Linked DNA regions of Drosophila melanogaster: region 1 is linked to region 2. The links are chromatin contacts, called in public Hi-C maps. All regions are on one chromosome and are shown on one strand. Each heading gives the region's core, a stretch centred on a gene start, on an enhancer-like site or on the middle of the called end of the contact. The rest is flanking DNA. Distances are from core to core; before and after follow the strand shown.

What was found. Hi-C and Micro-C count contacts between places; a contact is called where the count stands out from the background.
Region 1: a Hi-C map of the Kc167 cell line shows a contact between it and region 2, with 1.6 times the contacts expected there. The contact joins two enhancer-like sites. A contact is called at or near these places in 18 of 107 Hi-C or Micro-C datasets (the D17-c3 cell line, the Kc167 cell line, the S2 cell line and 6 more).

The regions. Positions count from the first base shown.
Region 1 is chrX:4,135,382-4,141,344 of dm6, forward strand. Fas2 (Fasciclin 2) reads right to left here. Exons shown (of 10, transcript NM_001272308.2): 9 at 1,188-1,389. Among named protein-coding and RNA genes, the nearest start is that of GlcAT-I, 7.2 kb to the left of the region's middle. Within about 2 kb of position 4,665, at least 17 of the 39 cell types and tissues checked have an H3K27ac peak or open chromatin away from gene starts, as enhancers often do. A contact at or near this core is called in the Kc167 cell line, where this site is marked.
Region 2 is chrX:3,897,650-3,904,169 of dm6, forward strand. It overlaps CG42541, which reads right to left. Exons shown (of 13, transcript NM_001272295.1): 7 at 6,380-6,520; 8 at 4,282-4,403; 9 at 4,137-4,211; 10 at 3,459-3,613. Among named protein-coding and RNA genes, the nearest start is that of CG15239, 17 kb to the left of the region's middle. Within about 2 kb of position 1,897, at least 5 of the 39 cell types and tissues checked have an H3K27ac peak or open chromatin away from gene starts, as enhancers often do. A contact at or near this core is called in the Kc167 cell line, where this site is marked.

The DNA.
Region 1 (5,963 bases), core at 3,415-5,914, 240 kb after region 2:
GATACGGTAGCGGAAGTCGGGGTACGTACAATGGCGTGCTCATGGGCGAACCGCCCAGTTTGACGGGCGGCGGCAGTGGCAACGGTGACGGCGGTGGCTCCTTTACCAGCTGGCCACTGCAATAAGGTAGCGGAAAACGCCAACCGTAAAGACTGCTTGGTTAGATGGTTTTGGGTTGATATTGTGATTTTGGTTCGGTTTTGGTTTTGGTTGGATTTGGTTTGATTTAGTTTGATTTGTTTTGGTTTGTTTTGGTTTGTTTGGATTTGTTGGATGTGTGATTGGATGATTGGAATAATACATGATGATGTTGATTTAGTATCGAAAAAGAGTTGAATACATAGATATGGATGTAAGTGACCAAAAATGATTAAGAAGATGAGAAGATGTATGTATAATTTTAAGTGCATGGTGTTGTGTTTCTTTTACATTGATCAAATTGCTGAGAAAATAACGCGAATAAAAAAATATAACGCGCTTGTTATTTTCTCAATCATAACGCTTAACTAGACATCTTAAACTTTTTGCAGCTGGGAGCAGCAGATAACTTTACTTAACACACACTTAAAACGTAACAATCTTGTACAAGTAGTCAACAAATTAAGCAAATGATGTGAAGCAAAATTGGGTGTTTCTGTGTTAACGAGTGTATAATAGTTATTTGATCTAAATTATTGACTGGGTTTGTGTTGTTCTGTTTTTGGTCTTTGGATTACATTGAATATTGCACTAAAAATTTCATGGCAAACGAAAAGTTACATAAATGGTAAACAAATTGAATGTTAAATTTTGTTAGGTCCCTCTGGACTTTCCGGACTTGGCGAATCGCTCAGACGGATATCAGGGAATTGCGATTGAACAATAAGGACTTGGGCCGCGCATAAACCCAATTGTATTCGAATTCCTGGCGAGTGTGGCTTAATATCGCAAAATAGGAGCGTGTGGGGGGGGAAACACAAGTAGAATGCAAAAAGCATAAGGTTAAATTCGAATCCGATTCTGATTTTTAGTGCAATATTTCATTCAAAAGATTTCCACTCAATTTAGGTAAATTTAAAACAAAGCAAAACAAAACAATAAGGTAACAGAACTAAGTGATTAGAACAGGTGGGCTTAGGCCAAATACTTCTCGGCTATATCACTTGGTTCTGTCTGCGGTATAGATTCTACTCATCGATGGAGCTTACCTGCCCAGCTTGGCCTCGTCGTCGATTTCGGAAGGCGATCGCTTGGCCTTGCGGCACATCGTGGCCATGACGCCCATGTGGACGGTGATGCAGCAGAGTAGGTCGACCACGAACAGAAGCAGGAGGACACCGCCGATTGCGATGCCCACGATGGCCGCCGAGGAGAAGACCTGTCGCTCAGCCACTTGGATGACGTCAATTCCTGAATTTTTTTTGTAGCATATTAGGGGGAAGCAGACGAAGGGTCGGCGGGGGGAAAACAAGTATACTCGATTAGTAAGTTCATTCATTAAGGTCGACGTATGTATATGGGGGAAGGAGTATTAACTGTACGTATCTCTAGGTGGTACGGTGCCAGCACCTGGCTCACTAGCCTAGGAAAACTCCTCCAATTAATAGCTAGTCTTACACATTTAACACTCGGATTCTTAATCGCTTAATCGTGGTTAATCGTTCAAAAGTTTTTTTTTTTACATTTTTGTGTGTGTATTAATAATTTGTGGTTGAAATTAGTCGAAAGGTTAATCATAACGAAATCATAACGGTAATAACAATAGTAGTAGCAATCATAAGATCCAAAAAAAAACAAGAGGGAAATCAATTTCAAATTGCACCAATTGACATAACACGAAAAGCATTTTCAAACAAAGCAACAAACTGAGCAATACAAATTTTCATTTCTCCTCGTCGCCGGATTATTTTCATTTTGCCGTATATCAAAACTGGGAGGATTACAAATAAAGCATGCAGCCGGGAAGGGTAAAAGGTGTAGAGTTTGGGGGGCTTTTCGCTCAGCACAAAGAGAAAGTGAGAAAGTTGGGCGGTGATAGTGAGAAAATTAAGCGTTGGTTGGTTGAAGTGTTTTAGTTTTATACAAATTGCAAAGTACATAAGTAGTAAGCCAATATGCAAAGTATACAAGCAGTGTTAAGCAGCTCAACTTAGAAATAAAATTCATTGATACCTTATGTTATACAGAGGTGTATTTGTATGTACATTTTGTGTGCGGGAAGGGGATTATATAGAAGGTAGGGGTATCGTTTGCCTAGAGTGCCTTGCTTGGGTTTTAGAAACTATAACATAATCAATCAACAATTAACAATTAACAGTGGGGATTTTATAAACAGAATTCTCTTAGTTTTCAGGTGTACAATAATGGCTTTTTCTGGTTATTTAATTGATAGTGTCTGCGGTTGTTCGTGTGCAGTGCAAATAAACAGGTTATTATACATAGATATATATTGGAGTTAAACACATCCTTTTTTTGTTACCTGGCGGCGTCCAAAATGCTGATGGCAACCCTGTCCCAAGTCACACACGCACGCACTGCTTCTGTTAAAGTTTTCTCTTTATTACCCAAAATGAACTGCTTAAGTGGTAGCCTTTATTTTCGTTTCCTTTTACCAACTTCGTTAGCGTTTTTGTGTTCGATTTCATTTGCTTACATCATTCGTGACAATGTTTCAATGTGATCTGTGTGAACAGTGAAGGGTCCTACTGCTTGCCCAAGGGCGTTAAAAAAAATCGATTTCCCCATCTCAGCAACGTTAGGCGGGCTGAATTATTCACTAACTATATGTGTATACGTATGTATAACTAGATATTGTAAAGGTATAAATTGTATTTATGTTTCTGATTTAAGATATATATTTGGCTAGAAAAATCGATTTCGCTTGCTAAAAAAACGTGTATACAGGAATATCGGTTCGCCTAGATCGAGTTGCATTCTAGTTTTGACTTACTAAACGCTATCAACAGAAGGTAAAACACTCGAGTGTGGAAAAATTCGTAATGGCTTTAACTTAGTTAGAGTTACTTATTGTCCCCTCTTAACGTTTACGTGCTCAAAACAGAACAGAGACTCGGATAACCGTTCGCAACTGCCTGAAAAAACAGTGTTGGAAGAAGCTTTTTGGCTAACTTTAGGAGTAAGGTATGTTGTAAATGTAATTGTAATTGTTTTCGTAACTTGTACTCGTATGCATTTGATAATTTCTCTTAATTTTCTTGTAGAATTTCGCTAAAATTTGGTATTTTTGGTGTTTTTTTTTTTCTTTAACTTTTTTTTTTCGCTTGGCAGTGTTGTAGAATTCACGTTGAACTAAGCGGAATGGGTGTACGGCATCGGAATATGTTCTATAAATGCTCTCGCTATACACATACAACTAAATAACAACATAACATTGGCTTAGTGGTAAAACAAGGTCTCTAGCGGTTAGACATAGGATTAAGGATACATATAAGTACATTTTTTTAGTTGTGTAAGCATGTGTTTCGGTTTTGGCATTTCGATTTCGTCTTTCTCTTTTTAACTAGGTACTATCATAGATTTTCGTTTTTTATTTGTACAGTTAATGGAATCGTGACCCGCCCTAGGATATATATTTAATGATCATATTCTCTACTTGAGCACATTTAACGTAATTATGTCCGCTTCTTCATGCTTGTTAGGGGTATGTTTTATTTTATTACTTTTTTTTTTTTGTGTTTTTTTCATTTAGTTTTCTTATTATTTACACATTGACACACCAAAACGGAAACAAGAGAAAGAAACCCATGATAATTTGTCAGCGGGAGGATCCTCCAAACACTGCTTCATGATGGCTGGAAGCAGAAGCATCGGCAGGTAAGGTCGTTTAAGCAGTGTGCGTCGTCGGCGGCAAAATCAGCAGCATTGTCGGCAGAGCAGTGAAAATTACAAGCAGTTGGGCCAGGGGTGCAGCGCCACTCGTCGAGGGATGGGGATTATCTGTTGGTTTTTTTCGATATTGGTTGTCGATTTTCGATATTTGAATGCATTTTGGCATTTGTACAGTTCGATTTGATTTGATTATAGTAGTAGGAGTTGTTGTTGTTGTGGTTTTTAGCACATACGCACCATAAAAGAGAGAAAAACAAGGAAGAAAAGTGGTAGAAGAAAAAGGAAGAAAAGGAAACACACAAAAGAACATTTCGTTGTTGTTGGTTGGTCTTGAATTTCTTTTTTTTTTTTTTTTGTTACTGAGAAAACGACGACGTTGGATCAAACACAATGTGCAAAGTGTTAGTTAGTTGTTTGTTAGTTTGCATTGTTTGTTTTTGTTTGGCTCGGTTTCGAGTTTGCGTGTGTTTGTGTTTGCTTTTGAGTGTTTGATTCTCTAACAAAAGGGCCACAAATGTGTTTGTTAGTAAAGTTCTGTGGTTGTTGTTGGTTAGAATAATAGCTATGACTAAATGCCTAAGTAGATGCACACACTAAGTTCACTGTTTAGCCAAAAGATCAAAGTTAAATTTTGGATTGGAGGTTAGGTTTCTAGGCAAAAGCTGTAGGAATGGGTAGTATCGGAAATAACGGTATACACAGAGAGAAATTGACAGCTAGAGAGACAGCGCACACAAACACAAAGGCTTTAAAAACACAAACAAACAGACTACGCACAACATAGATGTACTTAAAATTAGCATAGAAAGGGACATCAAATCAAGGAACAGAGACGACACAGCGAGAGCGACAGAGAGGACAAGAGTGTGAGTGGGGGTGAGCGAAAGAGATAGACAACGCAGGCAGAACGAACCGATAAAAAATGAGTACGACAGCAGTTGCAGTAAATTACAGTTTGTTCCATTGGTTTTCATTGAATGTTTTATTTGAGAAACGTTTTCATTTTCATTGCTTATAATTCAAAAATTTAACTAAAGAAGTAAGTAGTCGCAGTTTACAAACAAATTGAAATCAAATTAAATCAATTGAAATAATAATCGACGTAATAAAAATAATAATGAAGAGCTCTAGTGCGGTAGTAAACCAATTTAAAAACAGAAAATAGTTTCTTTTTGTTTTTCATTACATACTAGATTTACATTTAACAGGGTTCTTTTTTCGTTATACGTATGTGATGAATGCAGACACACACACAAAAATATAAAATATAAAATTATAATCATAGTTTTCGAGTTTTTCATTTCCATCAATTTGTGTCACAAAAATGTCATGTTTAGTGTGTTGGTAATTATAATTAAGTAAATGCTTAATAATGATAATAAAAAAAAAGAGCGTAAAGTAAGCTAAAATTCAATTCGGACGCACTTTTCTACATATCGTACAACGGCTGACTGGCGAGAGTTGTGGTGTGGTGTGGTGAATTTCGCATTTGAATGCGAATTATGAATGGATTTTGATCTCAGAGGGACGACAACACGATCTCGAACGAATTGTAATGCTTAGTCAAATGCGTTGCAGTACTTCTGCCATTTTTTTTTTTTTTTTTTTGGCTCAGTGGGTGTGTATGGTGTGGACATTGCGATTGGAATGTATACATTGTAATGGATCAAAGGATTGTTATCAATAAAAGAAGTTAATATGGTTAAGATGCTCGAGACAATTCAGAACTCACGAAAACATGCAAACGCAAAAGGCTTCGAAAGAAAAGACAATGAAATTAAGTCATTACGTTGAGCAAATTAGGTTAAAAACTGGAAGGGGGGTTCGGTTTTAGGATTTGGGTTGGACATTACAGGGTATGGGGGTATAACACTGAGTGTAAACGAAAAACAACAGTTGAAACGCAATTGAAATAAACACTACAAAAATGTATGCAAAAGTTATCGATTATATCTGGGATATTTGTATCATATTCATATATAAATATATATATATATATATATATAGAGCAGTAAAAATTATGTCTTTATCTAGATATCATGTAGATGATGTTCGTGTGTGAGTGAGTGTATGTTTATATAGAGATTTTTCAGTTATATATTTTGATCTTTTTCCTTTTTTACTGGGATCTTGTA
Region 2 (6,520 bases), core at 647-3,146:
AAAAAAGTGTATATATATAAAATGAAAATGATGAATTTTCGCTATGCTTAATGGGCATACAAAAACTAATTGGAAATTATATTACAATATAAGAAAGCAACCAACGTGAAGTGCAAGTGGTTAAGCGTCTATTTCGAGGAGTGCATTTACATTGACCAAAAGCAAAAAATGAAAGGAAGCCCTGAGCTCTGAATGTTTTTACGGAAATCAAAATAACAAGTACTCGAATGCAGTTCTAGGGTCTTAAATCGATCAAATTGCACCAAGTGTGGGCAAGGGGGTGGCGACAACCATTGCAATGGGCGTTTGAGGGGCGTGGCGCCCATAAAACCGTAATCAAAGTGATTTTATTTGCCCAGCAAGTTAATGTCGCAATTGACGCTCCCCTTTCTCTGTCCACATTGACTTGTTTTTTGTTTTTGTTTTTTAGCCCAGCCATGAAACGTGGAAAAGGACGCAGACAGTGAACTTGGAGTGGAGGCCACTGGGTGTTGGCAACTGGGAACTGACCCTCGGTGCTCCGTATTCGCTACTCTGGAGCCGTAAAGCCTTTTTGTCCCATTGGAGCACACGGAAAGTGCTACGTCACACTGCAACACTGCCAGAAAATTATATCCTATATTAAACAATTGGAAATTTCCTTATTTAAACTAATATTTTCAATGTAAACGGTAGAAATACGGTTTTTTTTTTTATTTAATTGGTTTGGCTAAAAAGCGTCACACAGGTAAAAACGTACATCGTGTAACATCGTTACATCTTTCTTTTTCTAAAAACTCCAATTCGGTACGATTTTTGTCAGTGTACGAGGACCGCCTCCCCATGAACGCTTTGTCAGCAGCTTGACACAAGCCAGCAGGATGAAGGGGCAGCTTGGTTGGCTAGAGCAGCGGAAAAGGACGAAAGGAGCTGGGTAGAAGTTGCAGGAGCAGACGATGACTGCAGTTTGCGTCCGACTCTGTTTGCATTCAGCTGTGGCAAATATTTAGACGCCATTCGACCTCCTGCATCCAAATGGTGAAATGTTTAAATGACTAGAAACAAAAAAGCCCAAACACTTCGCAGCTTAATTTGCATGTTGCATGTAATTTACCATGCGTGGGCGTTGCCGCACAAATTGAATAGAAAAAGCAAACGTGCTGTATTGCCATTGTCGGTGGCCGAAGAAGCCCCCTTCTTCCTTTCAACGTGAACTTGGGTCCTTCGACGGCTTAGCCGATTAGCTATGCAATTGGGGGGCGGGCGGCAAAAGGCGAACGGCGAACGGCAACCGCGAGTCATTGCAATGCAATTATCCAAACGCCTGTGCAAACAAGCCAACGGAAAGCGGGGAAAAGCAGGGAAAAGCAGGGAAAGCACCATGCGATTTTGGTGAGATTACACGCGCTGGCCGCCCATAAAAGCGAAACATTTTCGGGGCGTGTATTATTAGCCACTGATGGCTAAAATAAGTGCTGTGTCTGAAATGGCTGAGGATTATTAGGGCTTTCTAGAACAAGTCAAATATAGACTGTAGTCTATTTTCGTTTAGATGCCACAGGTACAGTTTTGGGTACAGTTGTGTTCAAAAGGTGTGTTTTATAGTGTTGCTCTACAACAGTGGTTGGCATAAATGTAACTGAAATCAGGGCGATTTTCCAAAATCAGAGCCCACATAGATTTACTCGAAACGGACACATGGCATGGTAATAAATTTACCATCTGCTTTCGAGGGCGTGTCCAAAGCAGTTCCGCCGCCCACAGATTTCTGTGGTCATGCAATCCTGGCAGCCATTAGCGGAATATGGCTAAGATGACGCCCACACGCAAAAGCACATAGCAATTTGCGTGTGATGTGCAGGAAAGCATTCGAGTATCGAAGCCACACACGCAGCCCTCAAGCAGTGCAAGCAGTGGAAGCAGTGCAGCTGGCAAGCTAGAAACCAGTCCGTATGACAACTCATCTATGGTAATTGCCAACAATGGTTGGCAACCAAAAGTTCAAAGACCCCCAGCACACACACACACACACGCACACACACTCGCACACACACACACACACACACTCGCACACACAATTGTCATAAAGTTCGCCCCTCCTTGTGGACTAATTAAAGTTCTTCCCAGTTTTATTATCTCCACCACACACAATCCTGCACAAACGACCATGGCAATGCCACTTTTCGGCCCTTTGGGCCTTGTCCAGCTTCAAATGCCAGTGAGACGAACAGTGAGCAATCGTAGCCCGTATTGCACAGGAAAGTACAATGAAGTTGATGACAATGATATAAGTACGTCGTACTTCATTAATATAGAATATCCAAATCGCATGCATGCGCTTGCCGCCTGACCAGAAATCATCCGCTGGCAACTGTTGCTGCACGGCGACACACACATGTTGCGTCACTTGCAGCAGAAATTATCCGCTGCTAATGAAATATTGGGTTTCGGCAACTTTCGCCATGATCTTATTACTCCAGCCAGAACTCAAGCCGTTGAGCTTCCAGCAACCCAGACGTAATTAACTCAGTGCCAGAACACAAGTGTGGTCCATTAAAGTCCGCTGCTCAAAAGGTAATTCGATAGTGGCACAATTCAATTAATTCGACTTCGGAGCGGATGCACTAGCATCTTTTGGCCCGACTAATTATGTCAATTTTCGCCAGACCCTGGTAGACAAAAAAACAAAAGTAAGAGTTTTCCGGCTTTGAGCACAGCTTATCCATGCCATGCCCGTATGGCACTTGGAAAACTGAACTAAGGTAAGACTAGAGACTTTTAAGTCACTGCAGTTTCCCTAATACGCTTGATATGCATTGCCTTGCATCGTTCTTGGTAGTAACAATAACAAGCCATGCCAAATGCCAAATGCTGACTTCAGAGGGAAGAGACGGAAAAACACTGCATCCCAGTCTATTTGCGACTAATGCGATTTTCTGGACGAGAAGCGGGACACTAAGCCGTTGGCAGTGGAAATCCTTCTCCACTTCACTGTGAAAATCCACTTAAAAGCTCCAAAGCCGCTATTAAAGTGGTTGGCAGCCAACTTGGCCATGTTCTCTAGCGTTTCCACACTCCAGGATCCGGTGATATGGTCGCGAAAGTTAATGAAATTAGCGCCGGCGGTTTTCATATTTTATGACTTTGTGCCATAATTAAAATGCAAATGTGTTTGATTAAAAGCCGCGTAGTGGAGCGCCAGCGGAGGGGATTCTGCAAGGGCGACTCCATTTTCAATTATATTGCCTAACGTGGACGAAAAGTACTTTTTCGAAATTTATCCAAACTTAGATAGCCATTTACATAGGTACGTGATTCACTTATAAATTTTATACAATTTACGCATTTCATATGCGTTGCTTAACCTGAACAGTTTCTAATAAAATAACTACAAGAACTAAGCATTCATTTGATATTTGATTATTTGGTTACAATTGGAAAAGAGCCTGGTAAAAAATGAATTTCGTACACCGACTTACCGAGACTCAGGTCGTAGGCGCATATGTAATCGGAAGTGGTGAACTGGTAAGTCAGTGTGGTCTTGCCCACTCCGGAGGCGCCGAGCATGGCAATTTTGTAGGCTGGAACATTGGGATCCCCGTCGATGACTTCGCCCGATGCCCCCGATGCGTTGCTACGAAGATACAGGCAATACGAATAACATTAATAAGCGAATCAGCGAGGCACAGTGGGCCAACCTCATACGTATGCAATCGAAATCAAAATGAATATATACATATTTATATGATAACTAATCTTCTGAACTATCAAATGGAGTAACAGAGTTAAAAAAAAATCAATAGCAAAACAATAAGTAAAATACCAATTAATGGGATTGTTGTCACTGTTCGGAGAAGGCGTCGTTTTCCTCGTCAATGAGATGGAAAACGCTTTGGCATTGTTACGATTCATCCCCATCTTGGGTTACCCGTCCCCAAACTCCAGACTCCAAGATGCCGTTGTTAATGGCAGCGGAAAGTGTTTGGTGTGGAAATTGTATGAAATTAGTCAGTCTATATAGACGCGAAAATGCCGCACGTTTCGCATTGTTGTCGCCATGTGAACTGTCATTTCATAAACAATTTATTGCCAGCCAGCCACTTTTGTTCGCCGAACACTGAACATTTGAACACTGAACATTTGAACATTGAACTCACCTATTGTGTCGATCCACGCCGCTGTTTGAGGTGCCGGTGGAAGTCACGGAGTTGATCGAACGTGACCTGCGGCTTCTGTTCCAGGAAAATACAAAAAGAAGAATAATAAATGGCTGACAAAAGTATCAGGGCTTTAGGAACTTGCCTCAGGGAATCGCCCAAATTGCAGATGCCATGGGAGGTGATGCTGAAGCTTCGCAGACGGTAGTAGGTCATGTCCGGATCACCGGCATGGATGGCCGAACGTCGCATCTCCGCCAGGCGGGGCTGCAAAGTAAAAGAAAATAGTAAAATTCAAAAAGAATGATAACATTTACAAAATAACGCATACGTCATGTGTCCTGCATCCTAGGCGTATACGCAATGTTACACGCATAAAAATAGCGCATACGCGCCGTTGACAAAGCGTACAAGCATTTTTCAATTACATTTTATAATGATAAGTACCATAAAGCCCACAACTGATGCCCCTGCACAGATATTTTATATCTCTTAAGCCTTTACAAATGGAAAACATACGTCGAATTTAAGACACCTCCAGCAGTTTTGGGCCCGAAACGAGTAGCGAGCACAAAGTACCGGCTCCTGTTTCCTGCCAATTGCAGGGCGGTTGCCCCCGATGGGCTTACGGGACACACATATTTGCGGTTGGCCTTTTGGGCAATGGTGGCACAAAAGTTTCTGCACTTTTTCGGCTCCCTTGGGGGTTTCAGCCTTTCTGGTTTTATTCCTTTTTTTTTTGTTTGCTTGCAGGCGACGGAAGTAGCAGTGAAGTGTGAATGGATGTGGGCCTGCAGTCGACAAGTTTGCTCTTTTTTTTTGTTTGGTGTCGAGTGCGACGCACACTTGACACTATTAGGCATTTAATGCTGAGCCCCGGACTCTGGGCAAAAAATACCCGTCATTTCGCCGGTGCGACCCATCAATGTGCAATGTGCTTGCCATTGATACCATTTGAAGGTTTTCCCGCTCACTTTGATTGCAACCAGCGCCCATTGAAGAGAAATTGCAATTTCCAGACGGCGCATCTCTGTATAAGGTTCTGTGCCGGAAAATGTGAAAACTTCGGGTCAATGACCCCCGGTTGGCCCACTTTCTTGCCGCTTTGAGTCCCTTGCGACAATGGCAGGTGCAGATATTCCAGGTGGCACGTAGTTTGCGCAGCACGCGTTGCACAATTTTCACTCGAGTAATTTCACAAACTAATTACATTAGCTGCACCGACTAGACAAGTGCAAGTCCTCGGCCGAGGAAGCGTGGGGATTATGAAGCCCACGGCCGCCACCGCAGCCATAAATCCACAATAATGGCACACAGCCAAAGGGACAACTGGATGAGTCGACCTTTATGCACCTTATTGAATATTTATAGAGCTCGGAAGTGACAAAAAAAATGTCCAAACCAAATGGCGTGAGTCATTTTGCAAATGTGGAAATGATTGAAATCAGTTTTTTGTTCAGTGAAACTATTTTCAGCGTCTAGGGAATGCCTGGATACACAAAATGTCTATATACATAGTATATATATATGTATATATATGGTGGAAGTGCACTCAACTTGCCAGCTGATTGTTGCGATTTTTCAAGTGTGCCAAAAACGATACATGAAGACACAAGACACAAGTGGGCCTGGATCTGGCCACCAGGGGGATGGTCGTTGGCAGTTGGGGGCCTGATAAGCTTGGCAGCCAGGCCCGAAAAAAAAAGCTCAGGCAGCCAATGACCCGGGAGCGGGATGGCCAAGAGCAGAGCCATGTATCAAATGCTTACTCATGCTGAATGCTGCAAACTTGGCCGAGTCGCACAGCCACACAGAAGTAGACTCCCCCTGATACATGTGTAATCTTCGGTTTGTTCGTCTGGAGCACAGATCAAGCTTTTCTTTCGACTATTAAGCATATTTCAGCGCTGAGTGTGGAGTGCTAATGGCTGTCCTTAAACGACTTTTGTTCCCCGGTCCGAGTTTCAATTACTTGTCGTCCCATGTCGTTGCGATAATCCCCATGAGCTTGCCTGGCTGGACTGACTGAATTGGACTATGCAATTGCCATTTGCTGAATTTGAGCAAAAAATAAATAGTTTCCATGACTGGCCAGTTTTGTGGAAGCTTGGGATAATCGTGACTTGAATGTTTTATATCGCATCCGACGATTGAGTTTAAATACTACTTGTTTATAAGTCATTTGTCAGAAATATAATTATATTGTCTGCTAAGTGTTGTAGCTACTTTGGAATATTACTCACCCTTCTACTCTCCGCCGGCATGCTGGATGTCCTTAAGCGTTGTCGCTCCGTCATCGGCTTGCCGGACTGGGTGGCCAGGACGACGGAGGAGGCCAGTTCGGCGATGGCGGTGCCGGATGTGCTGGCCCCCGAGGACTCGCC